Linked DNA regions of Mus musculus: regions 1, 2 and 3 are each linked to region 4. The links are chromatin contacts, called in public Hi-C and promoter capture Hi-C maps. All regions are on one chromosome and are shown on one strand. Each heading gives the region's core, a stretch centred on a gene start, on an enhancer-like site or on the middle of the called end of the contact. The rest is flanking DNA. Distances are from core to core; before and after follow the strand shown.

Region 1 (2,700 bases), core at 66-2,565, 440 kb before region 4:
CTTCACTGACTTCTGGGAATTTTCTATATTAATAGCAATGCATGAACTATCTCACGAGGAAAAATTGCTTCCAAATTTAAATGCGTGATGCATATGCAGGAAATCACTGACTTTTCAATCCAAGGGTAATGCGGTTGGTGTGACTTTCAGGGAATAGGGCTTTCTTTTACCCACTCTTCCTGATGGGCATGTGTCAGTGCACACAAATGCATACCATACATCCCTCACTTCACACTTTCCGAGGCTTCTTAATTCCTCCTCAGGTTCTCCATGCTCTGGTGTCTTTTATAGCTTCTGCTGGACCAGGCACCCACATGACATTTGTTATTGGGATGTCAGCAAGTGTAAAGACTGTGGGAAGAGAGAAAGCTGACCCATCTAATGTAGACGAGAGCCTGGTACTAGTAGAAGTTTGCTTCCGTCCTGATTGTAGCTCATGGCAGGAAGCAGAGTAAAGCCTTTATTGATGACTAAGTTGTATTGAATATTACAGCATGTCACTAATCGCCACGAGACCCTAATGGAATACCATTCTTACTGAGATGGGAGCCAAGGTTCAGCACTGGAGAGAGGTGACACAAACACCACAGCCAGGGAAGGGCGGCCTTAAGCCCTGTGCCTAGAACACACGAACCCTTACACTGAAATTGGCCGCATAGTGTAGGTGTTTGCACAGTCACTTTCTCTTCTTGGGAAACTATCTCTTGTGTTCTTTAACACATCTTTGTAAATGAGAAAAAGGCACACAGTGCCCTGAGATCACAGTAAAATACAAGGGAACTATATTCATTTCCCATATTCCCATATTCAGACAGACAGACAGACACACACACACAATTGAAAAATCTTTAAAAGGATTGCTGTGGGGAACAAATGATGTCCTACGTGGCTCAGCAGTTGAGATCTCACTGCTCTTGAAGGAGATGTGAGTTGGTTCCTAGCACCCAGGGTTGATAGCTCATAACTGCCAGAACTGCATTCCCAAGGAGATCTGACGCCCTCTACTGGATTTTATGAGCACCTGCACTCATAGATCCCTCCTGACCAGAGTCTGTCTCCTTGCCCATCTCCCTGTCTCTGTCTTTCATAGGGAATGTTAAAATAATCTGATAAAATACAAGAGAAAAGTAACATTAGCTTTTAATCTAAAGTGCATGTGGGTAGGGTGAGTCACTGAAAATTGTACAAAAGAGATCTTAAGTTCTGTAGGATGTTTCAAAGTCTGTGGAAATGCAGTGAGTAGCCCAGGAACTCTGTAAAAGCCTATTTTGGTGCTCGGGGTAGACAGATGGTAATAAGGTAATGGGATGTCTAGTCTATGCAGATTCACAAGTCTGGTTCTGCATTTGACCATGAGTCAGGCCTTGGACATGGTTTCTCCATGTAGACTTATTTCTTTCTCTTTTCGTTTCTCATAAATGGCTACGAAGACTTGCTGGAAGCTGTGTGTGGTTCTTTTTACTGAAATTATCATTTGGGGAAACACTTGTTCTCTAAGACTTACTGAACTCCACCCCACAAAGCATGCCCCCTACTCAGATGTCATCTCCTGTACATCATTTGGAAGATGGATTATTGGGGTTTCCCACCAGTCCCCAGCTCAGTTTCTATTTCCAAATTCCGGCTGCCAGTTCCATACTTGGTTAAGATCCTGCTTCTGCCTGGTATCCTAGGGAAACAGTTTGTAAGGGCTGCTGTGTCCATCTGCCTTCCTGCCTGAGTTTTTGACTATACACCCTGATTATTTCCTAATCTAGAAGTGAATCACAAGACTGCAAATGCAGGGAACAGCCTTGAAATATGTTCAGAGTGTGAATACTTACAGAGTTAGGCCTGAGAGTGTAGAGCAAGACACTTGCATTTGTGACTCTACTTATGTATATATTTATAGGCACTTTGATAAAGCCAATGTAAGTGCATACATAGTTGGGCTGTGTATCAAGAAATCTTAATTTTTAAATGCAGAGACATTACAATTACAGTGTGAACATGGACCTGGAAACCTCCCTGCACACCATTCCCAGTCAGCTGTGACATTGTTCAAGGGACCCTTGGCTTGAAGTTGTCAAGATAAGATAAGTTGGTTAGCTTCAGGCTGTATCTCTTCATCTACAAGAAGCCCATCCTCCACTTGTCATGGGAATTTTGAGCCTTTGTCCTAGAATTTTTTTTTTGACCAAACTAACTTGTTAAATAATATATTCTACAGTCTTGGTTTTATACTCCTAGATACATAGGTATTATACCATCAGAATCATAATTTGGGGTGTAGTGGTGAATGTCTGAAATCCCACACAGCAGGATCCAGAGGTCAGGAACATTATGAGTTACAAAACAGGACTATATCACAAAAGCAAACAATGTAGAGTAATATAAGCAGTATCCTAGACAGATTTGATTTTTATATCAATAAACAGTCTTCTACCAGATAAATCTGTATACTTTTCAAGCTTTGAAAAGTTTGAACCTTACTCCTAAATTTCCATCCAGCACACTTAATATGAACAGCAGGTTATTAAAAATTTACCTATTTGGCTTGTAAAACTTTGGAGCCTAGTTGCTAAATTCACCATTGGACATTGTTGGAAGTCAAAGATGAGCAGAAAAGAAGAAAGCATAGGTTTTGACATTTTTGAGCACACTAACCTTGTCCTTGTAGTTATTCTAGCCAGTACAATGCTAAGTAAGATCCAGAAGATG
Region 2 (2,700 bases), core at 40-2,539, 390 kb before region 4:
TCACTGTGTAGCCCTTGCTGGTCTAGAATTCACTGTGAAGATCAGGTTGGCCTCAAGCTCATGGAGATCCAACTGGCTTTGCCTCCCAATTACTGGAACTAAAGACATTTGTCACCACAACCTGCCAAGTTTGAAACTTTTACACGTCTGTGCCAGTCTACAGTCTACCCTGTGCCTCAGTTATGGTGCCTTACAGTAAACCTTGCTTTCAAACCGTTTACATCCTTCAGCAAGTTGAATATAGTGGTACGTGTCTCAGCCACTGTAGAGGCTATGGCAACAATGTTACAAGGTCAGTTCCACCCTGAGCAACACAGCATCTCCCTGTCCCACTTTCTTTTTTTGTGTAGATAGAGGATGAGAGCAAAATATCCACCTCTGTTATTGTCAAAATTGGTTGGACTGTTCTGCATCCTTTTGCATTCTAGAAGTGGCTTGTCAATTCATATTGATAAAGCCCGCAGGATTACTCATAATTCAAATGAGAAGCATTGACTCCTTAAAAGGACTTCCAAACCATGAACATGATGTATCTGTTCCTTGATGTAAGTGTTCTTTCATTTTGCTCGGTGACTTTTTTTTAATTTTAAACTATAGAAGTCTTATGTATATTTTGGATCAAAAGCTAGAAATAAAAGCCAAAATTATAAAGTTTTTATGAAAAAAAACACTCCCAAGAAAGTTCTTATGAAATTAGGGCAGTCAAAGATTTAATGTAGGATATACCCAAATAAATCTATTGAAAGATAAATTCAATTTCATCAACATTCTAAAAGCGTGTAAGTCCAGGACATGGAAACTCTTGACAAGAGAACTAAAATTTACATCCATACCAGCCAGGGCTTGAAACAAGACCCTGTCCTCAAAAAACGAAAAGCAGAAAAATCTAAAACTTGTTCTCAGAAGAAACCATTGAAATGTGAAACACCAAGCCATGCATCCAAAATGATATGTGTCCAGTATACAGAGAGCAGGTTTCTAACTCAATCAAAACAAAAAACAAAAGGAGGCAAAAGGTTTAAACAGATGCTTTTCTGGGAAAAATCATCAACTAAAAATATGCTTGGTATCTGTGGTCCCCAAGAAGAGACTTCCTAAAGTGTCCCCTTACTTGAGTTAGGAACAAATTCAAATTGAAGAGATTCGAGGCTCTGCCACGTCCCAGGCGCGAACTGGGATGTGAAATGGCTGAGATTCTCCTGAACTGCTGAGAACAGGATCGTACAATGGATACTTTTAAAAGATCTTAGCAGTGTCTTTAAAAATTAAACACACAGTAAACATAACCAAGCTTTTCTCCAACATGTTCGCCTAAAGCAAACAAAACCCCTGTTTTCACACAGACTTGAACATAGAGGTTGATGTCAACTTTATTTGTAGTAGTCAAAATTGGCAGTGGCCCAAGACTCCATCTGTAGGTGAAAGGACAAATTGCATCATCGTCACACAGTAAAATGGACACATAGGGAAATAAGCTGGTAAAATGTGAAAGACTGACTTGCTGAGGGTAGGGAGGAATGCCAAGAGAAAGACATGGGTGATAGTTCTGGCTTGGTCATGGTGTTAACTATAGCTTTTACATTTATTAAAAATAATCAAAACATTTACGTAAAATGGCCTTGGTTATTACATTTACAGAATATCCAAAAGTATAGTATGGCTTAGCAACTAAGAAGACTTGTTCCTCTTTGAACCAAGACATGGTTCCTAATACCCACACTAGTATTCACAGCCTCCTAATTCCAGTTCCAGGGGATCCAATACCCTCTTTTGGCTTCCGGGACACCTGCATGTACACAGTACACACACATGCAAGAAGGCACACATGCAGACACAGAAATAAAATTTTAAATTTTAGTATATGGAAATAAACACCATGAAGTACATTTCTATATTTTTTTTCCCGTTAGACTGAAGCATGCTTAAGTGAGGGTTAGTGAACCATACATACTGCAGAGTTTCCTCATTTCTGCACACCTTTTTTGGGCTTCTTTAGAAACAATAAGAACTTAAAGGCTGTTTATGCTTTTCCCCCTTAATATTTAAAGTTTGTGTGCACGTGCCTGATTGAACCTTATTTACCTAAGTAAAATATCCTGATGAAACTTTCCCAGTGCGGTCTACTTAGATTTTAAGAATCTGACCCATTCTTTCCCTCCCTCCCTTCCTTCCTTCCTTCCTTCCTTCCTTCCCTCCCTCCCTCCCTCCCTTCGTTTCTTCTTCTTCTTCTTCTTCTTCTTCTTCTTCTTCTTCCTCTTCCTCTTCCTCTTCCTCCTCCTCCTCTTCTTCTTCTTCTTCTTCTTCTTCTTCTTCTTCTTCTTCTTCTTCTTCTTCTTCTTCTTCTCTTCTTCTTCTTCTTCTTCTTCTTCTTCTTCTTCTTCTTCTTCTTCTTCTTCTTCTTCTTCTTCTTCTCCTCTTCCTCCTCCTCCTTCTCTCTGTCTCTGTCTCTCATTTCACTCTTTTGATCATCATGGACAGATTTGGGGTGAAATGTAGTGCTTCTAGTGACTCTGGCAGGGAGCATCAGTTGGTTATGTCCTGTAAAAGGCATACGGCTAAAGAAGCTTTTGAATGGAAATGGAGTCCCTGTTCTTCTTTTTTCTGTGTCAGCTTTGATTTGATTAGGTCTGAAAAGGGGAAACTATTCAGATACACTAAACAGAAGAGCATTAGCCCACCCCCTAGTCCTTGTGTTACTGT
Region 3 (2,739 bases), core at 84-2,583, 270 kb before region 4:
ACTCCCTTCCAGAAAATATGTCAAGGAGAAAATAGAATTATAGATGGCACATGACTGTCTGGCTCTTGTCTTAAGAATGCTGTGTGGAATTATGTGCCTTACGCAAAACCTGAAACTTAGAAGCCAAGTTTTGTGCAGCGGAAGGGAGCACTGAGCTCTGTGGTGGCTCCGCGAAGTGACTTAGCCTGGGTTTTGCATTGCCTTGTCTGGATCTATGCCTTTATCGTTACTTAACAGATTTGGGGCTTTTCTTTCTTTACCGCTAAGCATGGGCATGTGTGCAATTATGAGGTGAACTTTCTAAGTAGTAAGCCCTTGCCACAAAGTAGACGTTACACAAAGGCACAGAGCCCAGGGATAGTAATCTTGCCTGAGCTGCTCGCACAGGCTTCTTATTCCATGGCTTTGTCGCAGGCTTTTCTCTTTCTGTGCCATCACCTTTGAGAAACATGATTGCACCTTCTCCAACTCTGCCTTTTTAACAGCTTCAGTTGAGTTGGCAAGACTTTCCCAGCTCTGAATATAGCCATTTCCCGACTCCGGCCTCTGCGAGACTGATTTCAAATCTGTGATCTTCTGTTCAGCGTACACATCAGCAAAGTGAGAAGTTGGGTGCTAAATATAGGCTCTATTAACTTTACTTTTAGATGTGCTGCCTTCAAAGAGTGCCTATTCTGAGCAACGTAAACGTTATTCCTACATATGTATGTACACACGGTACCCGGACTCACACTGTTCGGGCTTCACAAACACCATCAGCAGGGGTAGGTGCTGAGATAAGGAAGCATCGCCAAATTGAAGAGGGTGGCTCATTTCCAATCTCCCCTTCAGTGGCTACCATGAAATGGGCTAAAACAAGAGTCTCCTGCACTTCCTGCTGACACAGCCACTTTGCATTTATATCCCAGGAATAGTGGCAAATTGCTGAGGAACCCGTATTTCATGGAAATAATACAATCATGAACATTTCATCAGGAGAGGGAAAGGCAATTAATATGTGTCATGTGTGTTTTAAAAACTAAGTATTGCTAAGTTTTGAGTGTCAGCAGGTTTCTTTTATCTTACAGGCTAACATAGAGAAAACTAACGTCTTGGCTATAGGGAGTGTAAGCTCAGGGGGCCAGGCATCCCTGCCAGCTCCTTGAAGCATTTTTACTCCAGCTCCTAAGAATACCAGTCCATGCTATTTGAGGGCTTTTGTTCCTGGAGCTCTCTCTGTCAGCGACAGGAACTCTAGGTATTTTTGAGGAGGCAGCAGCATAGCCTGGGAGGGTGAGTGGTTACCCAGCAGTCGTGCTCGGAGGTGAGCCAGGTAGATGTGCTGAGGTACATGGAGATACCGTATGATCGTACAAGGGTTGAACGGAGGACATGATTCCAAAAAAGATTGTTCTCAATGTGTCGTCTGACTCAACCAGCTGGCAGATTACACTTGCCAAGTCGCTTCCTTTCCTTCTAAGTCATTTGGCTCCATATTCCCTTGAATATGCCTGTGAGGAAAGTAAGATGTGTCGCCCCATCCACTTAGCCTTCCTGAAAGGACATTAGTGATGCCCTAGTGGTCACCAAGCTACCATGAAATGCCACCACTCCTACTCAGTTGTACCAAATGCAAGTAGAGGGGACAAACTGTGGGAGACAGATTTAGTGCCATCGTGGTTGTCTGCCACTCTGCCCAGTATGATCCCAGCAACCCACGAGATCTGAAGGAACAGGACTGGTGAGTAGCTTTAGGGCTATGGCCGTACTTCTTTAGGAACGTCATGATTGGAGTCAGGTTGATTTTTTTTTTTTCTTTTTAGAGGTGGGCAGTACTTTTTCCCATTTCTCCTGTTACCTATCTTTTGATCTCTATCTAATCTCAACACTAATAATTTTCTGCTGTTGACCTGATCAGATTTCAGTGCTAGAAAAGAATTCTAAAATCTCTTGTGTGCTGTCCTCAAGTCTTTGGGATACACAGGTACTCCTCCTTGGGAACAAACAAACTGAGACAGACACAGTGTGGCCTTGCTCTGAGTTTCAGTCTGGTGACTTGTGGCCATGAGAGAGAGCTTGATATGAAAGCTAAGTCATGTTTAATGGGACAGGGTAAGGACAGGAGAGAAAAGCTGTTAGGCTTTCCCTGTGCTAAACCTATCTCCTGGGAGCAGGCACTTCCTCCTAGCTAGCCACCATCACAGCCTCACCAGCAGCAGCCTCAAGACTCAGTAACATTTCCAACTTAGGAAAAGCTACACAGACGCATAGAGGATATGACATTGTTCATCTGCATGATCCTGACAGAGCCTTGGTATTTTCACAGTGTAAGCAAATTGCATATCTTTGCTGTCTCATAAACCATCGCTGACATCCCCACGGGAGCACACATAATCCTTTCTGAAAATCAGAAGTTGTGTTACAAGAAAGTGGTTTGGGTAATTTCTTTTGTATTTACACATTATTCAATTATATTAAAACATGATTTTATTTACATTCTATCAGTTTTGATTGTGTTTCCCCAGTGCTCAATGAGAATAAATATGAAAATCACAGTTTTTTCTGTAAAAGAATTACTTTATATTTAAAAATCCAATAAACTTCTCATTCCACTTAACTTGCCTCTGTGTGGAATTCTTTCGGAGTCAGATGATCTCTGTTTCCTTTTAAGCCCAGTTACTGTGATTCATTTTTTCACCAGTTGCTTTCCATATGGTCCTCTGAGACTGGGAATGCCTCTCAGAGCGAGTTATGCTGCAA
Region 4 (2,700 bases), core at 144-2,643:
CCCGTTTTCTGCATCCCGGTTACCATGCCAATAGGCAGTAGAGGGTAGAGAAGAGTGTAAGCTAGCTGTGATAGAGGAACGAGGAAGGGAAACTCTTGGCCCTTTTACTTTAGGGCTGAGAGGACTTTTGCGTGCCTCTAGAGCTGTTCGGTTGGCTTGGGCATCACTTCAGAGTCCCTTGGTTTCTGGGGCACTTCAGAGACCAGCAAACACAAAGAAGTCAGGGATTCTGGTTCTAGGCTGCTTCAAAGTTCAAGCTTAGGGCTGTCTCACTGTGCTCAACAACTAAGCTGGCAAGTCCTCAGGGAAGACACTAGCTTCACAGTATTACACATGCGCAGGGAATTGCTGGTGATTTTCACGAAAGCCTGGGATTGTTATCAATGGTAGGGTCCATCAGTGGAACGTTTATGACTTCTGTCTATCTATACCCAGAAGAATATTATTTGGTCATTAAGACTTGTTGACTTCTTAACTTTGCAGTATTGTGAATGAGTCTGGAGGGCATAGCTAAGGGAAACAAGACAGGCCCAGAAAGACAAATACCACAGGGATGACCTCACCCGTTTGAGAAATCAAAACAAGCTGATGTCATACGTGTAGACTGGGAAAGTGGTAATCAGACAGTGCAGAGAGGAGGCGAAGGAAGGGAGAGTCTGGCCTATGCCTAACTGGGTAAAAGGAAGACGGTCTGTCTGTCACTATAAGCACAACTGTATAACTATGGTGAGTATTGCTCTGTGTATTTCCAAACACCTTCCACAAGAGAAGAATTTAAGTGTTCTCACAATAAAAGATTATAAATGGCTGAGGTAATTTAGATATGATAAAATACCATACTGATTATTACACAAAATGTTCTTTTTTATTTTTAATTTTTATTTATTTATATTTTTCAAAATATTCTTATATCTAACGCCTATTGTGCCTAAAAATATGTATACCTATTACATGTCAAGCAAAAATACAATAACAACGTTTAGAAAAAAATGTCAGCACTGGATATTTGTCTGACATTTGTCAGTTGCTCGGGTCTGACAGATGGATGTGGGCAGGAAGCTCTGGGACCTCAACAGACGCTGACCATCAGTGGGTGTTGGTGACCATTCCTCCCAGTTCCTGAGAAGACGGTCACCTTGTCCTTGTGAAGATCAAACTGAAATATCTATGTTCCTGCATCATGGAATACAGTTGAGCCTAAGGGACAGAGTTGTCAGGAAAGGGAGAATACAATGGCCACCTGTTATTCTTATTCGGGGGTGTGGGAATCCGACTAGCCAGTCAAAGGTTTCTTTCTGTCTTCAGAGACACGTTTGTCTGCAAGGGCAGAGATGAAAGGCACTTGTTACAAACCCTTCTTCTCCCTCATGCTGGGAGAGAGACAAAATGTCCACCTACTGCCATCTGGTGGTCATAGTTTGCACTGCAGCTTGAGTTAGCCTCTTCACTTAGAAAAGGGTCCGCTATATAGAAAAGCAACAATGAATAAACATGGTTTCTGGCCTTGAGGAACAATCAGTCCAGTAGACTTAATTGGCATGCTAGCATTTAAAGTAAAATGTGCAAGGTGTTATCAAGACGTAGCATGGGGAAGAATACCTTTGAGTTGAGTCTTGAAGCATCCTTTGTCACTTTGTCACTTTGACAAAAAGGAGGAGGCTTGTTCTACATACAGAGCACACCCCTTTGCTAGGTTAGCACCCGACTTGTTGATAAGGGATATGGGAAAGAAGGGACAGGAACGAACTGAGACAAAGGTAGGATCAGACCCCAGGATCCTTGAAATGCCTAACCAAGGAGACAGGTCTGCTCTAGAGCATTAAGCCAGAATATAATGGGGTCAGAGTTTGCTGATAAAAGGCAGACCTCCATTGTCTGCACATAAGCTTTCCAAGTATTCATCAGTGGAAGTCATTATTTGAAATACATAGAAACATCATGGTTATGACTGAAGACAGAGTTTGTAGGTCAAAAGTCATTTCAACACCATGTCCCACATGATTGGTGCATGCCAACACTTTTTGACAGGCCAAATGGCTCAATAGAGCCACATTTAATAACCCCTGCTGCAGGAGAGGTTCTAACCTAATATGATCAACACCTTTGTGGTTTTAGAGCCCACTGTACTGTCCAGCCTACAGTAGGCTACTTATAAATCAGGTCTGAGATAGTAGTCCCCTGTTCTAGACCTGTTCTAAACATTTAGTTTCATGGTCATCCCAATTTTATTGGTCAGTTTCCAAACAGGACCTAGATCCCTCATCCCTAGCTTCTAGTTTTATTTTGTGAGAGAAAGGTTGGTATTAGCCATCTCTCTAGTCTCTACTAAGCATCTTTTGTCTGCCACCCCATGTATCAACCCACATTAGGTGTCTCCAACCTACTTGTCATCCCCAACCCACAGATTGCCTGATGCAGTTATGAGAAGCATCACCTCACATCTCACAGCGGCATTCGGTCTACGAACCACACTTTATACTCAAACTTCACTTTGTACTCAAGAACTTTCCGCTATATGGCTGCAGGACCCCGATTTGTGACAGAGTGCGGCTGGCTGCATGGCATTGCCTTCGGTGAGAAATTTCAGACCAATAATTGACCAAGCGTGAGTGGCCTCCTGATGGGCAAAGACGATTCCATTCCCCAATGCCATTTCTGGTGCCAACCGCAGATTCCCACCCACCAAGCAGTATTTCCTGT

The links. Promoter capture Hi-C pulls out the DNA fragments that hold promoters and counts their contacts. Hi-C and Micro-C count contacts between places; a contact is called where the count stands out from the background.
Region 1: a contact with region 4 is called in a Hi-C map of bone marrow-derived macrophages, with 6 times the contacts expected there. The contact joins two enhancer-like sites. A contact is called at or near these places in 10 of 39 promoter capture datasets (the 3T3-L1 cell line, 3T3-L1-derived adipocytes, the C10 cell line and 5 more), 2 of 15 datasets of contacts at CTCF or cohesin (the NIH/3T3 cell line and pro-B cells), 21 of 484 Hi-C or Micro-C datasets (3T3-L1-derived adipocytes, B cells, the C10 cell line and 15 more) and 3 of 115 datasets of contacts at active chromatin or transcription factors (bone marrow-derived macrophages, fibro-adipogenic progenitors and large pre-B cells).
Region 2: a promoter capture Hi-C map of 3T3-L1-derived adipocytes shows a contact between it and region 4, with 4 times the contacts expected there. The contact joins two enhancer-like sites. A contact is called at or near these places in 9 of 39 promoter capture datasets (the 3T3-L1 cell line, 3T3-L1-derived adipocytes, the C10 cell line and 5 more), 12 of 484 Hi-C or Micro-C datasets (B cells, bone marrow-derived DN2 thymocytes, bone marrow-derived dendritic cells and 7 more) and 3 of 115 datasets of contacts at active chromatin or transcription factors (bone marrow-derived macrophages, fibro-adipogenic progenitors and large pre-B cells).
Region 3: a Hi-C map of cortical neurons shows a contact between it and region 4. The contact joins two enhancer-like sites. A contact is called at or near these places in 4 of 484 Hi-C or Micro-C datasets (cerebral cortex, cortical neurons and embryonic stem cells) and 1 of 115 datasets of contacts at active chromatin or transcription factors (large pre-B cells).

What each region holds. Positions count from the first base shown.
Region 1 is chr16:24,821,391-24,824,090 of GRCm38.p6, forward strand. The region is part of intron 8 of Lpp (LIM domain containing preferred translocation partner in lipoma); the gene reads left to right. Among named protein-coding and RNA genes, the nearest start is that of Mir28a, 5.1 kb to the right of the region's middle. Within about 2 kb of position 1,316, at least 6 of the 459 cell types and tissues checked have an H3K27ac peak or open chromatin away from gene starts, as enhancers often do. A contact at or near this core is called in bone marrow-derived macrophages, where this site is marked.
Region 2 is chr16:24,873,067-24,875,766 of GRCm38.p6, forward strand. All of the region lies in intron 9 of Lpp (LIM domain containing preferred translocation partner in lipoma), which reads left to right. Among named protein-coding and RNA genes, the nearest start is that of Gm22672, 9.8 kb to the right of the region's middle. Within about 2 kb of position 1,290, at least 17 of the 459 cell types and tissues checked have an H3K27ac peak or open chromatin away from gene starts, as enhancers often do. A contact at or near this core is called in 3T3-L1-derived adipocytes, where this site is marked.
Region 3 is chr16:24,989,983-24,992,721 of GRCm38.p6, forward strand. Lpp (LIM domain containing preferred translocation partner in lipoma) reads left to right here. Exons shown (of 13, transcript NM_178665.5): 13 at 1-2,596. Among named protein-coding and RNA genes, the nearest start is that of Gm52245, 50 kb to the left of the region's middle. Within about 2 kb of position 1,334, at least 23 of the 459 cell types and tissues checked have an H3K27ac peak or open chromatin away from gene starts, as enhancers often do. A contact at or near this core is called in cortical neurons, where this site is marked.
Region 4 is chr16:25,262,553-25,265,252 of GRCm38.p6, forward strand. No RefSeq gene overlaps it. Among named protein-coding and RNA genes, the nearest start is that of Tprg, 23 kb to the right of the region's middle. Within about 2 kb of position 1,394, at least 86 of the 459 cell types and tissues checked have an H3K27ac peak or open chromatin away from gene starts, as enhancers often do. A contact at or near this core is called in 3T3-L1-derived adipocytes, bone marrow-derived macrophages and cortical neurons, where this site is marked.